Regions from separate parts of the Sus scrofa genome. Here all the other regions are linked to region 2. A link is a contact called in public targeted proximity ligation data. All regions are on one chromosome and are shown on one strand. The core of a region is the stretch at or near the end of the contact, and the rest is flanking DNA. Distances in the headings are between cores, read along the strand shown. Region 1 overlaps TBX15 (T-box transcription factor TBX15). Region 2 overlaps LOC110260334 (a long non-coding RNA gene). Region 3 holds the start of TBX15 (T-box transcription factor TBX15). Region 4 overlaps TBX15 (T-box transcription factor TBX15).

Region 1 (2,700 bases), core at 16-2,515, 540 kb after region 2:
CCTTCTGAAGCCCTCCCCAGAGGAGAGTGAATTGTCAAAGGGATCCAACCTGGTGGATTTTTTTTTTTTTTTTTTTGTCTTTTCGCCATTTCTTGAGCTGCTCCCGTGGCATATGGAGGTTCCCAGGCTAGGGGTCCAATCAGAGCCATACCCACCGGCCTACGCCAGAGCCACAGCAACACGGGATCCGAGCCACGTCTATGACCCACACTACAGCTCATGGCAACGCCAGATCCTTAACCCACTGAGCAAGGCTGGGGATCAAACCTGCAACCTTATGGTTCCTAGTCGGATTCGTTAACCATGGCGCCATGACGGGAACTCCCAACCTGGTGGATTTTTTAGGTGATAGCCAAGAAGAAGAGGATGGAGCGGGGTAAAGAAGAGCCCCACACTGTCTTCAATGGAAAGGCTGATTTGGGAATCCCAAGGTCAGCCCGTTCTTGCTACCGCCATTCCTGACTCCTTGAGTCACCTTGACCAGGCCCCCTGAAACTTACTCCTCAGCCAACACCTTGGCTAGCGCACGCCTCTGGTTTTCCCCAGGCCTACCTACCTTGAATGGTCAGACTGACCTTTGAAGAAACAGTGTCCTCCAAGTGTGTCAGCAATTCAGAAACTGACAGCTTCTAAAATAGCTGGTGTGATGCTGGGTGTCTGTTGCCTTCTGAAGGAGTGGTGGTGTCACCGAGGCAGCAGGATTTCCTTGCCAAAGCTGCTCCTCCCCTCCTCCCCAAGAGGCTCGGCGCTGCCTCTCCGCGCCCCAGCCCAGGAAGACTTCGAGCCCAGGGGCCGTGGCATTTAAGCACTGTCAGAGGTCCCACTTCAGTCCCCATAGTGGTGCCAGTTCAGCATCTGTTATGATGACCCAGCCTGAACTGTATTTAGAAGCTTTGGACATGGCACCATGTCCTGGCCCGTCTCAGAGTGACAGGAGATTTCCTGAGCACCTGGGCCTGTGATTCAAGAGCTCCTCCTCCCAGGGAAGGGGGGGTCAAAGGGACTTGCTTAATGGTCTGTTTCCTTCTCAGGAGGGTACCCATCTGTTGGAGGCCTCTCTTAGAGAGTCAGCCTCTCTCAGTACAATTACATAACATTATTTTTAAAAATCCATAATTTTATAAAGCTGGAAAGACATCGTAGAGGAAAAAGAGAAAACCAATCAGAAAATAGGTTTAGTGTTCTGTTCACAGACTCTTCTTACAGAGATAAATGTCCCTGCAATTATGTCCTCAGAATCTACCAGCTATTGCCAGCCAACAGAAAGAGTCAGCCATATGACACGGCTTCTAGGGACAGTACAATAATAATAAGTCATCTTCTTGGCAGTCTCCATGCCAGTCTTGAAAGCAACCTACTGGAGTCCAAAAAAAATTTATAAGTGACTCTTAGTTAGTAGTAAAAAAAAAAAAAAAAAAGGAAATAAAATTTAATGTATTTATACGTTAATCTCTGCCAGGCAGGCGGAGTGATAAGGATATAATAAATCGGATGGGCTGGCCGAGTAGGTCTAGGTTCTCAAATCTGCTAGACCACAGGAGAAAGAAAGGCTTTTTCCCAAGTGACCCTCAGCTCTCTGCCCCAGTGTCCCTGACCAGAGTCCCATGGAGATACCCTGTCATTTAAAAGGCATCAGTGTTTGGCCTCTCCCCATGTCTGGGCAAGGACCCAACACTCAGAGAATGTGGGTTTAGGATCATGGCATCTAATCCATTCAAGGATTACTCCCCCCGCCCCCTCTGCTGCTCAGATGGGTGTGTTAATCATCACCTCCCTTTGTTCTGTACGAAATTCAGCCCTGGCTACTTCTAAGCCTCCATGTGTTCCTGAAGTTTACGGATGGCGTTTTGATAGGTCAGATATTGAGAATCAATAGACCACCAACCAGTCAAAAAATCTCAAGCAGTTTTAGGAACATGTGGAAGTAATTTTTTCCAAGAACTCACCAGCCTGGAGGATGAGATCTTATTGATGACGTGTGGGCTATTGTAGATATTAAAGTATTACCTTATGTACCACCTTCTACAACACAATCAAAATTGATTTACAGTGAAGGCAGATTTTCCTTACGACACCAAATATTACACATTATCAGATATGAATTACAATGGAATACCCATTATATAGCATCTTTAAAAGAACAGATAAATGACCAAGATAAAATTATAAGCGAATATGTAGTTACTACATATATAAAATACAAATGTCACAGACTAGAGAATTTCATAGAAATCAGAATATCTTGTGTGACACTGGCTATATACCTACACTTTTTAATTTAATTTAATTTTTTGCTCTTCAGGGCCGTACCTGGGGCATACGGAGGTTCCCAGGCTAGGAGTCTATTGGGAGCTACAACTGCCAGCCTATGCCACGGCAGCGCCAGACCCAAGCCACATCTGTGACCTATGCCACAGCTCACGGCAATGCCAGAACCTTTAACCCACTGATCGAGGCCAGGGATCGAACCTGCAACCTCATGGTTCCTAGTTGGATTTGTTTCTGCTGTGCCACGATGGGACTTCTCCTACATTTTAATTACAATGATCTCAACTGCATGCAGTCAATCTTTTTGTAAAGGAAAAATTATTCCATAAAATGTTAATTTCTAATTTTTTATTTTATTTTATTTTATTTTTTGCCATTTCTTGGGCCACTCCCGCGGCATATGGAGGTTCCCAGGCTAGGGGTCTAATTGGA
Region 2 (2,785 bases), core at 271-2,770:
ATCCCTGGCCTTGCTCAGTGGGTTAAGGATGCGGCGTTGCCATGAGCTGTGGTGTAGGTCACAGACATGGCTTGGATCCTGAGTTGCTGTGGCTGTGGCATAGGCCGGTGGCTACAGCTCCAATTGGACCCCCAGCCTGGGAACCTCCATATGCCGTGGGTGTGGCCCTAAAAAGGAAAAAAAAAAAGTCTCTCTCTAGTCCTGACCTCCAAACTCCAGCTGATTTAACACCTTCTGAGGAATAGATTCACATACTCTGAAACTTTCAATTTCAACAGGCACAAAAACATTTTTTGCTTCATTTGCTTTCTTTTACAGTGAAAAAAAAGAGAAGGGCCTACAGAGACACCAGCAGATCACCTCTGATGTTTGACTACTGACTGAAATGTGTCATTTTCATTTTATTGAATTTGAACTTAAGTTTAAGTAACCTATCAGTGAAGCCTGTGGCCTGGATCCAGTAAAAGAATAAAGTTCCACGGAATGCTTTCTTCAGAAACCAGCACTGTGTCTTCTAAGAAGTGCAGTGAATGCCTTGGCCACTATCAATGATGTCTGGCACTCTGAAGGAAATAAGAAACGTCCTGAGGAGACCTTGTGTTATGGTTGGTGACCGCCACTCTAATGGCAAATAGCATGTAGCTTTCTTGAGAATACCTAGAAATTTTCCTCAGAACTACGCTTCTATTAAATATACTTTGGAAACATATCTTCCAATTGTCCTCCAAGATGGCGGATACCAATATATACTTGTAATGAGTGTTTACAGCAAACCTTAAAAAGATTCTTTGAATGGTATCTGACTCACAGTAGGAATGCAATAATTATGCAGGGGAAAAAGCCTGAGAGTCAATGATTCCATAACTAAAAGTTTAATGTTTGGTAGCAGACATTTACCTAGGATACAGAAAGCATTACCAGTCATACTTGATACCAAATACACATAACTGACTTGAATAAATTAGTAAATGTGACCCGAAGGCCTCTTTCTGTTTTGCTTCTTTTCCCTTCAACTGAAGAAGCACACTAGAGCCAAGAATGGGCTTGAACCTCTGCTCTTATAGTCTCCGTTTCTTGCGCAGGTAGTGTGGCTGCTGGAGACAGTTTCAGACTGCAGTCAATGAAGTGGAGCAGAATTGTTTTTGTTAATTGTTTTTGTGCATATCCTTCTTAAGTATCACTCCGTTGTAAGCTTTTTCCAGAGAAGAACCCTGTCTCCTTCCATTACATCCTGTTTCCAGCATTTGCCCGGCACTCAGAAGGTGCCCAATAATGTGAGAAGATTACAACCCTTGAAACTCCCCCTTGGGAGGTGAGGCTGTCAATCAAGCTTCCCCAGCAGATGAGCCCAGAGCTCCTGCCCTTGAGCCCGTGGCCTTGGGCCAGGAAGGTTCTACTGTGCTGCTGTCAAGTTTTCCACTGTGTCCTCAGTTCAGCCTCAAATGGCTGATATTGCTGTCCTCACACTATTTTTAGTCATAGATCAGTTATCCCTGACACGCAGTGATGAGGATTAACGAAATGCACCCATATGCATCTCTGAAGCCTGAGCATGTGTGTCCCTAGCCCAAAGTAGTCTTGGGCAGTTCTGGGTAGGATTAGCAGGCTTAGTTTTTTTTTATTGTCTCCTTCTACTCTCCTGGCAGAGAGAGATCCGGGCCAGAACCACTCCTAATTTGTTTAAGGAATTTGCTAGGAGACTATTCTAAACTACACATCGGACCTCGGTTTTGTCCCATTCAGAACCTTGCAGCCCCCAAGGCGGCTGGGAGAAGTTTTCCTTCTGCTGACAGGAAGGGGCCAGCTGAACGCCATCCCGATTTTACGAGAACACAGAGTAACAGGTCACGCTGTGGGGATGTCCCCACCAATCTCCCATGTGGCGAAGGTTCCACATGCCTGGGGCAGGGAATTTTGAAATGCCCCATGCCAGCTGGGCAGGCTGTGCATGACAGACTGGACACCATCGTAATCACATCATGTCCTGAAACTTCAGCCCTGATTACTCTGATCTTTATCCTCCTTTGACCTGAGATGAATGCAAGGGATGGTCTTTAAATGACCCCGTTGTTTTCAAACTCTGGTACAGTGTTGACTTGGACTTCCCCAGGGGCAGCAAATCATACCAACTGACTGGAGCTTGTCCGACCTATTTAATTATTTTAACTGGGGGCGGGAGGTGGGGTCTCTTCGCTTCATCCAGTGACCCTTGATTTTTGTCATGGGGAGGTATTCAAGACTTTAATAGGGGGCATTAGAGACTTTGTGCGAGTTTTTGTAAAATCAGTTGTCCTCTATGAGAAATCCTTCTTCCTGCTTGGTGCTTAAGTATCTGGGTTTGTTTCAGGGCCCTCTTATTCTCTGCAGAGACTTTGCCATCGGCTTAGAAACACTGGGGGACAAGAGCCTGACACGACGGTCTCATATCTTCTTCAATGTAATGCCAACATTATTTTAAGATCCTTATTCAGAAGGTTAGAACCTCTTGGGAGATCTCAAGAGCCAACCTGCCATTCTCCTGTCTGTGCAACTCCTCCCTTGCTGTGGTTGTCCAGGGTTCCCAGCAGGAAGGCAACTACAGCCAGTGGTTTTTAGCTCTAGGATTTTATTCTTTTACCATCCTGTCTGCTATCCTGCCCCTGCCTCCTTCCTTGACTGTCCTCTCTGTCAGGATTTCAAGGCTTTAGAAAAACAGCCACCTTCATCATGTTAATAACATCTACAACTACCAAAAAAGGAAGAAAAAAAACACACTAAAATCTTTCTTTGCTCATCAGGCAATAAT
Region 3 (2,971 bases), core at 277-2,776, 590 kb after region 2:
GTTCCCCCAAATTGGTTCGGGCGAATCTGGAGAAGGCTCAAGGCATTTGCGCGAAGGAAAAGAAACCCGGGTTGGAGCCAGACCGCGTCACGACCAGGGCCTCTCGCCTCCCCACTCTCCCCGCCGGCGGGCCGCCTGGCGTCCACTCTCCGCCCGCCTCCCGCGTTCTGGCCCTACGCACTCACCCGGGTGAGGCTCCAGGCCGTGCGCGGCCGCGTCCTCCGTGTCTCCGAGTGGGCCTGCGGGGCTCAGCGCCTCCATGGACAGGTCCAGCCCCTTCTCCTCCCAGTCTCGCAGTTTCCGCTTTTTATTTGAGCCGATCAAGGCTTCAACGGAGAAGGCATGTGCTCGCGAGCTCAGGGCGACTGCAGATCTTCTCCTTTCACTCATCTTAGCCGCCCGCACCCAGGCCCCCTCTCGCCCTCGCTACTGAGGGAGCAGCCCGAGCCCTCACGCTCCGAGCGCCCGCCGGGCTGGGCCCGGGAAAGGCGGCAGCGAGGCAGTGGAGTCTGAAGGCGGTGGCTCCGCTGGTCCTAGGCACCCTCCCCCAGCGCCCTCCCCCGCCCGCCACCGCCGGCTCGGACCGACGCCCCTAGCTGCCCCAGCCGCTAGGAACGAGCGCCCCGAGCGCCGCTCACTCGCTGCATGAGCGCCCGAGTCCTGCTTCCCACCCACCCGGGCAGGCGCTCACAGGCTGTGCAGACTGGACTTCATCTTTTTTTTTTTTTAATTCTCTCTCCTCCCTCTCCCTTTCTCTCCTCCCTCTCCCTCTTCCTCTCTTGGTCTTCCCGTCCTTCCTCTGATCCAAATTTCTGGGAAACTTTTTTTTCTAAATTCCTCCCTTCCCGAGGAGCTGGGGGCAGGCGGTGCGCTCCTGTCCGAGGGGCGAGGGAGAGGGAGGGGGGAGGAAGAGAAAGACTGAGGGGAAAAAAAGCCAGCCCCCGACCAATGGCAAAGAGGGAACAGGAGAAACCCTGCCGGCAAGGGCCAATGAGAGGAGGGGAGAGACTGAGGCTCTGGCCAAGGCTCCGCGCGGGTTGTCCCCGGGATGCTCCTGGGCCAACTTTAACCCCTGGCTTCCCGGTCCCCCCACGGCTCCTCGCTGGAAGGAGGGGAGCTAAAAGTAGAGGTCTGATCTTGTGCCGTTACAAACTCCTGCAAGCCCCAAATCCGTACCTTTTCCTCCCAAATCTGCTAGGTCTCATAGACCTATTTTAGCTATGGATCGGGAATTTTAACTGTGGATCTGGAACTTGGGGGCTCTGACAAAATGTCAACCTGCCCAAATACACCCGGAAAACGACTCTGATAATCTCGCGCTTGACCCCAGATGCCTTTAGATCTGCTCATTCCTCCGGGGTTTCGCTACACAGGTCCTTTCCTGTCGAACGATTTCTAAGCAACTCTGGTTAAGGCAAAACGAAACAAACAAACAAACAAAAAAGCCTCATTACTATCCAGGGCCTTGTAATTGAAAATTTAAAGATCGCTTCCTCCTTCCAGCTCTACCTGGTAGACGTAGCGCCCTCAACGCGAGAGGCCGGCAGTGGGCACCCGGCTTACCGCGCGCTCCGTAGGCGGATCCAGACTGGGCCCGCACACAGCAAACGCTCTCCTTCCGTTCGGCGTGGATGCTAAGCCGAGCCTCGCCTGCTCGGGGCGCTTGCTCTGGAGAACCCACCGAGAGGGTATGGGCGAGGGCAGCGAGGAACTTTGACAGCGGCGAAGGAGCTTTTCAAAATTCCCTTCAAATCCGATCACCTCTGGAGCCCGGCTCTCTCCGCCCCACTGATCCTCCCTCCACCCTTTAAAAAAAAAAAAAAATCTTTCAGGACACTGCAGTCATCAGAGGTTTCTAAGGAACTTAAATCCAACACTTTTGGTCATTCGGATTCCCCACACCCCTCTCCCAGGTCTGGTCTTGTGCTGCGGAAGAAGACCCTGGGGCGCAGACCAGTGCACGGCCAGTACAGAGGGGCCAAGAAGTTGATCCTGCCAAGCTGGAAAAAGGTCTCGGATTTCGCAGGCGACGGCTGAGCCGCAGCTCGATCTTCCCAACGCCCTGGTTAAGACGCTTCTATCCCTGCTCAAAGAGGCAGGAAAGAGAGCTCCCTGGTGCGAACGACAGATCTAGAGGCCCCAGCAGGCAAGTCTCCTCAACACTCAGGCTGTGGGCAGGGCCTGAACTTGAAAGCCTGGGAAAGGGGGGCCCAAGGTGTGTCACAGACTCCCCAAGAATGAGGGCTCATCAGTCCTTGCACCTTGGGGCAAGAATGGAGAGCCTGTTGGACCTCTGAAATGGCACATTTCCCTCCTGACCACTGAGGGGCTGTGGGAAGCTAGTTCTTGCTATTACAGTTGGATGTGCTCTAGTGCTGGAGGTAACAGCTGGGCCCAGTGGCCTGAAGGTACCTTGGGACTCTTTGGAAGAGAGCAAAAAAGGCCATTTTTGGAGCTCGCTCAAATTGGGCTCCAGCCTGGAGAAGAGGAAGCGATTGGCACAGCAAATGCAGAAAGAATAATGGAAAAGCCACTGGATGAGTATAATTCAGCAAGGCTTGGTCTCCAGGGCATTCCAGGAGCCTGCATCCCAGGCTTGAGGGTCCCAAGCAGCACTCCAAAAACACTGGGATGGGGCACTGAGCCCTTCGGGCCATTGAGTTGCCAGGCAAAAGGAGGAGTGGCAAGGCCAAGGGCTTTGCACCTCAGTCACCGCTCAGGGTTGCTTCTAGGCCGACCTCACCGAAAGTGACCAGGCATTCAACACTCCCAGGCTTCAGCAAAGGAGCTGGAGAAACGGCAGGCCAGGAACACAGTTAGCTTCCCCTGTGGCTTAAACCTCTCTTTTGGCTTGCGATTACTGCCCTTGGCTGGAGCCTGCCAGGACCAGCCCAGATAGACTAGCAATGGGGCGGCCTCTGTTCTTTCCCAGCATTTTCCTCCTCCCCCATCGCCTGCATGTCCCATCTCC
Region 4 (2,892 bases), core at 283-2,782, 520 kb after region 2:
AAGGTTAGAAACTAAACCAGGCAGGTCTAGTCCTAGATCTAGTACCAGGATCTCAGTCGTGGCATTCTATCCCCACCGAGCCACCACTGCCCCCACTGCAGTCCAGACAGAGACAAAATATCTATGTGAGTACAATGGATCCGGATGCAGGAACACCAGGTAGGAAATAATGCAGAGGAAGTGAAAGGGATGTGGGGTACCCAGGTCTGGTCTCCTTTCATTGTCACAGTGAGTGGTGTTGTTCATTTCCACTTGGGTTATAATACTGACCCTCTTGGCCTCCAGAACCAATCTCGATGAGGCCAAAGAAGGGTGCTTCATCAGCCTTCCAGTTTGCTCTAGAAACAACATTCTAAAGTGGAACTAACTGACTGCCATATCTCTCTGCCTTCGTGAGAAAGTAATGATTAAAACGGTGGCTGGGGTAGCTTAGAAAAAGTCCAAACAACTATTCAAAGAACTCAGATTCATGTTCCTCCACCTCTGAAACACAGTGAAACCCAAGGTTTCCCGTGCTCCAAAAGCCTTGTCTATATTGTCTATATTGCGTGACTTGGATCAGAGCTTGAAAAAGTTTTTTTTTTTTTTTTTTTTTTTTTTTTTTGCTCTTTAGGGCCATACTCCGGCATATGGAAGTTTCTAGACTAGGCGTCGAATCAGAGCTACCTCTGCCGGCCTATGCCACAGCCACAGCAATGCAGGACCCAACCCACATCCTCACGGATAGTAGCTGGGCTCTTGGCTCATTTCTGCTGAGCCACAACGGGAACGCCAAAGAGCTTGAAAAATCTTGATTATGAAGTGTTCTGTAAGGACCCCTCATGGCCTCTAAAACTTCACAACCTGAGGGGTTTGAGAGAGTCGAATAATTTTTTTTTTTAAGTACCCGCAGCAAACCAAGGCTCTTCCTCTCTTTTAAATCAAATGCGACATCTAAAAGGAAAGTCTGATGTTGAGGCCACTTTACAGCTGCTGAGAAAGCCCAACAACCATACGGTACCTCACATTTATCGGACTAAGGGGTTGCTGTATATCAAATTCTCCTAAAGGTAAAAAAACAGCCAAGGAATCTTAGCCAGATGTGCTATGAAAGACAGAAAAATGTTCTATATGAACTAAAGATTATAAAACTTCCTTTACTTGCCTGGAACATAGTAAACCCTTAATAAATACTTGGTAAGTAAACAGTTTTCCTTCATCGCTTTTTTTTTTTTTTTGTCAGAGCACTAAGCATAGTATCCAACACAAAAGGTATTGAGTACTCCAGTGTAAGTCCATTTTGCTCCAAGCAGGCCCCAAATAAAAATATGCAGCCTTTCAAGCAAAATAAACAAGCAAATACTCTTTTGTTTCAGAAAAGGATTCACTGCAGGATCCTATTATTGAGACAATTCACCAAAATATGAAATATGATCTAACTTATACAAATGAGATTCACGTGCAACTTTCAAAGAACTCCATAAAGTGAGATCACTTGTAAATCTACCGAGTCACCCTTCTCAAAATAAGAACACTGTTCAGAATGTCCACAGGGATTCCAGGCTTGGCTCTCCCTTACCCTCCCCACCCACATACCTCCTCCATTTGTCTGGCTGATTCCTGTGTGTGTCTCAGCCTCAGAAAAAAGCATCAGTTCTTCCAGGAAAACATCCCTCATTCCCCAAACCAAAACAAACAAACAAACAAACAAAAAAACACCCCAAAACCCCCACCAAAAAACAAAAAACAAAAACAAACCCCACCCTGTCCACATCTGTGTCTTTAAGTTATTCCACCGTATCATCATTATGTTTTTACGAGTCATTCACTCAACTAAAACTGTTCTTTGCTTAGGGAGAAATAAGTCTGAAGCAGCTCAATTTTTCTACTGAGCTTTAAAACACTGTAAGTCCTCAGTAAATATTTATGGAATGAATGAATATATTACCGAGATAAAAACATAGAGATTGTAGGGTGTGGCTGATGAGCACACGAAGGCAAATGTAGTCTGAAAGTGTAACTGGAAGCAGTGGGTCTGACACGGAGTTTGAGAGGCGGGATGACTTTGAAGTAGCCTGATGGAGGGCTACACGGAGAGGCTAAGAGGGAAGGAATGAATCAAACCTCAGGAATTTCAAGTGATGAGGAACATTTGCCAGGAGGCAGCAGAGATCATGAGCGTGGGTACAAGTACAGAGAGACAGGGCCATGGCTTAGGAGGTTTGGTCCTCCTGGTCAAAGATCCTGCCTCTGATCTAAATCTAGACGATGACAGCTGCTGCTGGCATTACCGCCTTGTCATCACCAGTGCCCTGTGTGCGCCGCAAGCCCGGTGTCTCTCATTCCAGCACTTCAGTGCCATGCAGAGGGACTAAGCCCTTCTTACAAAAGCATGAATAAAAGGCCTATAAAAGTGGCCGCAGCAGGAAACGCACAAGAGGCAGCCTCTTACCTGCTGGTTCTGATAGGCTGTGACGTGGTGAACACGGTCTCAGGAAGTTGAATGTTTTCACTCCATCCCCAACCGGGACAGGTTTGGTGGGAGAAAGGTCGCTGCTGAAATCCTTGCGAATCACGTGAACTCGAGGCTGGTATTTGTGCATGGAGTGAAGAATGATCTGAAACGAGGAGGGGACACGTCCGTCACTCCGGGGTTGCCTCTGAAGTCCCTACCTCTTTTCAAGCTCTCAGGCAAACAAAATCACAAGATAAAAGCTTTGCAGGATGAACACAGCTGGGGGTGGGGGGTAGGATGTGCAAGAAACGGACAACCAGTGTTTGTGCCCACGGCTGGAAGGACTAGGTGATGGACAGCATCATGTCACAACGAACCACAGAGCACAGGATCCCCATCACAGGTAGTGAAGGCAACATGTTCATTTTTATCGGGTAAATACTGAATGAGTTGGCTCT

Evidence for each region.
Region 1: a contact with region 2 is called in a targeted proximity ligation map of skeletal muscle, with 10 times the contacts expected there. A contact is called at or near these places in 3 of 47 Hi-C or Micro-C datasets (psoas muscle and skeletal muscle) and 1 of 2 datasets of targeted methods (skeletal muscle).
Region 3: a contact with region 2 is called in a targeted proximity ligation map of skeletal muscle. A contact is called at or near these places in 4 of 47 Hi-C or Micro-C datasets (embryonic fibroblasts, psoas muscle and skeletal muscle) and 1 of 2 datasets of targeted methods (skeletal muscle).
Region 4: a targeted proximity ligation map of skeletal muscle shows a contact between it and region 2. A contact is called at or near these places in 1 of 47 Hi-C or Micro-C datasets (skeletal muscle) and 1 of 2 datasets of targeted methods (skeletal muscle).

Annotation. Positions count from the first base shown.
Region 1 is chr4:101,965,201-101,967,900 of Sscrofa11.1, reverse strand. The region is part of intron 2 of TBX15 (T-box transcription factor TBX15); the gene reads right to left. Among named protein-coding and RNA genes, the nearest start is that of TBX15, 48 kb to the right of the region's middle.
Region 2 is chr4:102,508,391-102,511,175 of Sscrofa11.1, reverse strand. All of the region lies in intron 3 of LOC110260334 (a long non-coding RNA gene), which reads right to left. Among named protein-coding and RNA genes, the nearest start is that of SPAG17, 87 kb to the left of the region's middle.
Region 3 is chr4:101,917,446-101,920,416 of Sscrofa11.1, reverse strand. It overlaps TBX15 (T-box transcription factor TBX15), which reads right to left and starts at 1,526. Exons shown (of 12, transcript XM_001926903.7): 1 at 1,510-1,526; 2 at 186-1,405. The coding sequence starts at 390.
Region 4 is chr4:101,991,556-101,994,447 of Sscrofa11.1, reverse strand. It overlaps TBX15 (T-box transcription factor TBX15), which reads right to left. Exons shown (of 12, transcript XM_001926903.7): 6 at 2,480-2,597; 7 at 2,457-2,477; 8 at 2,432-2,454. Among named protein-coding and RNA genes, the nearest start is that of TBX15, 74 kb to the right of the region's middle.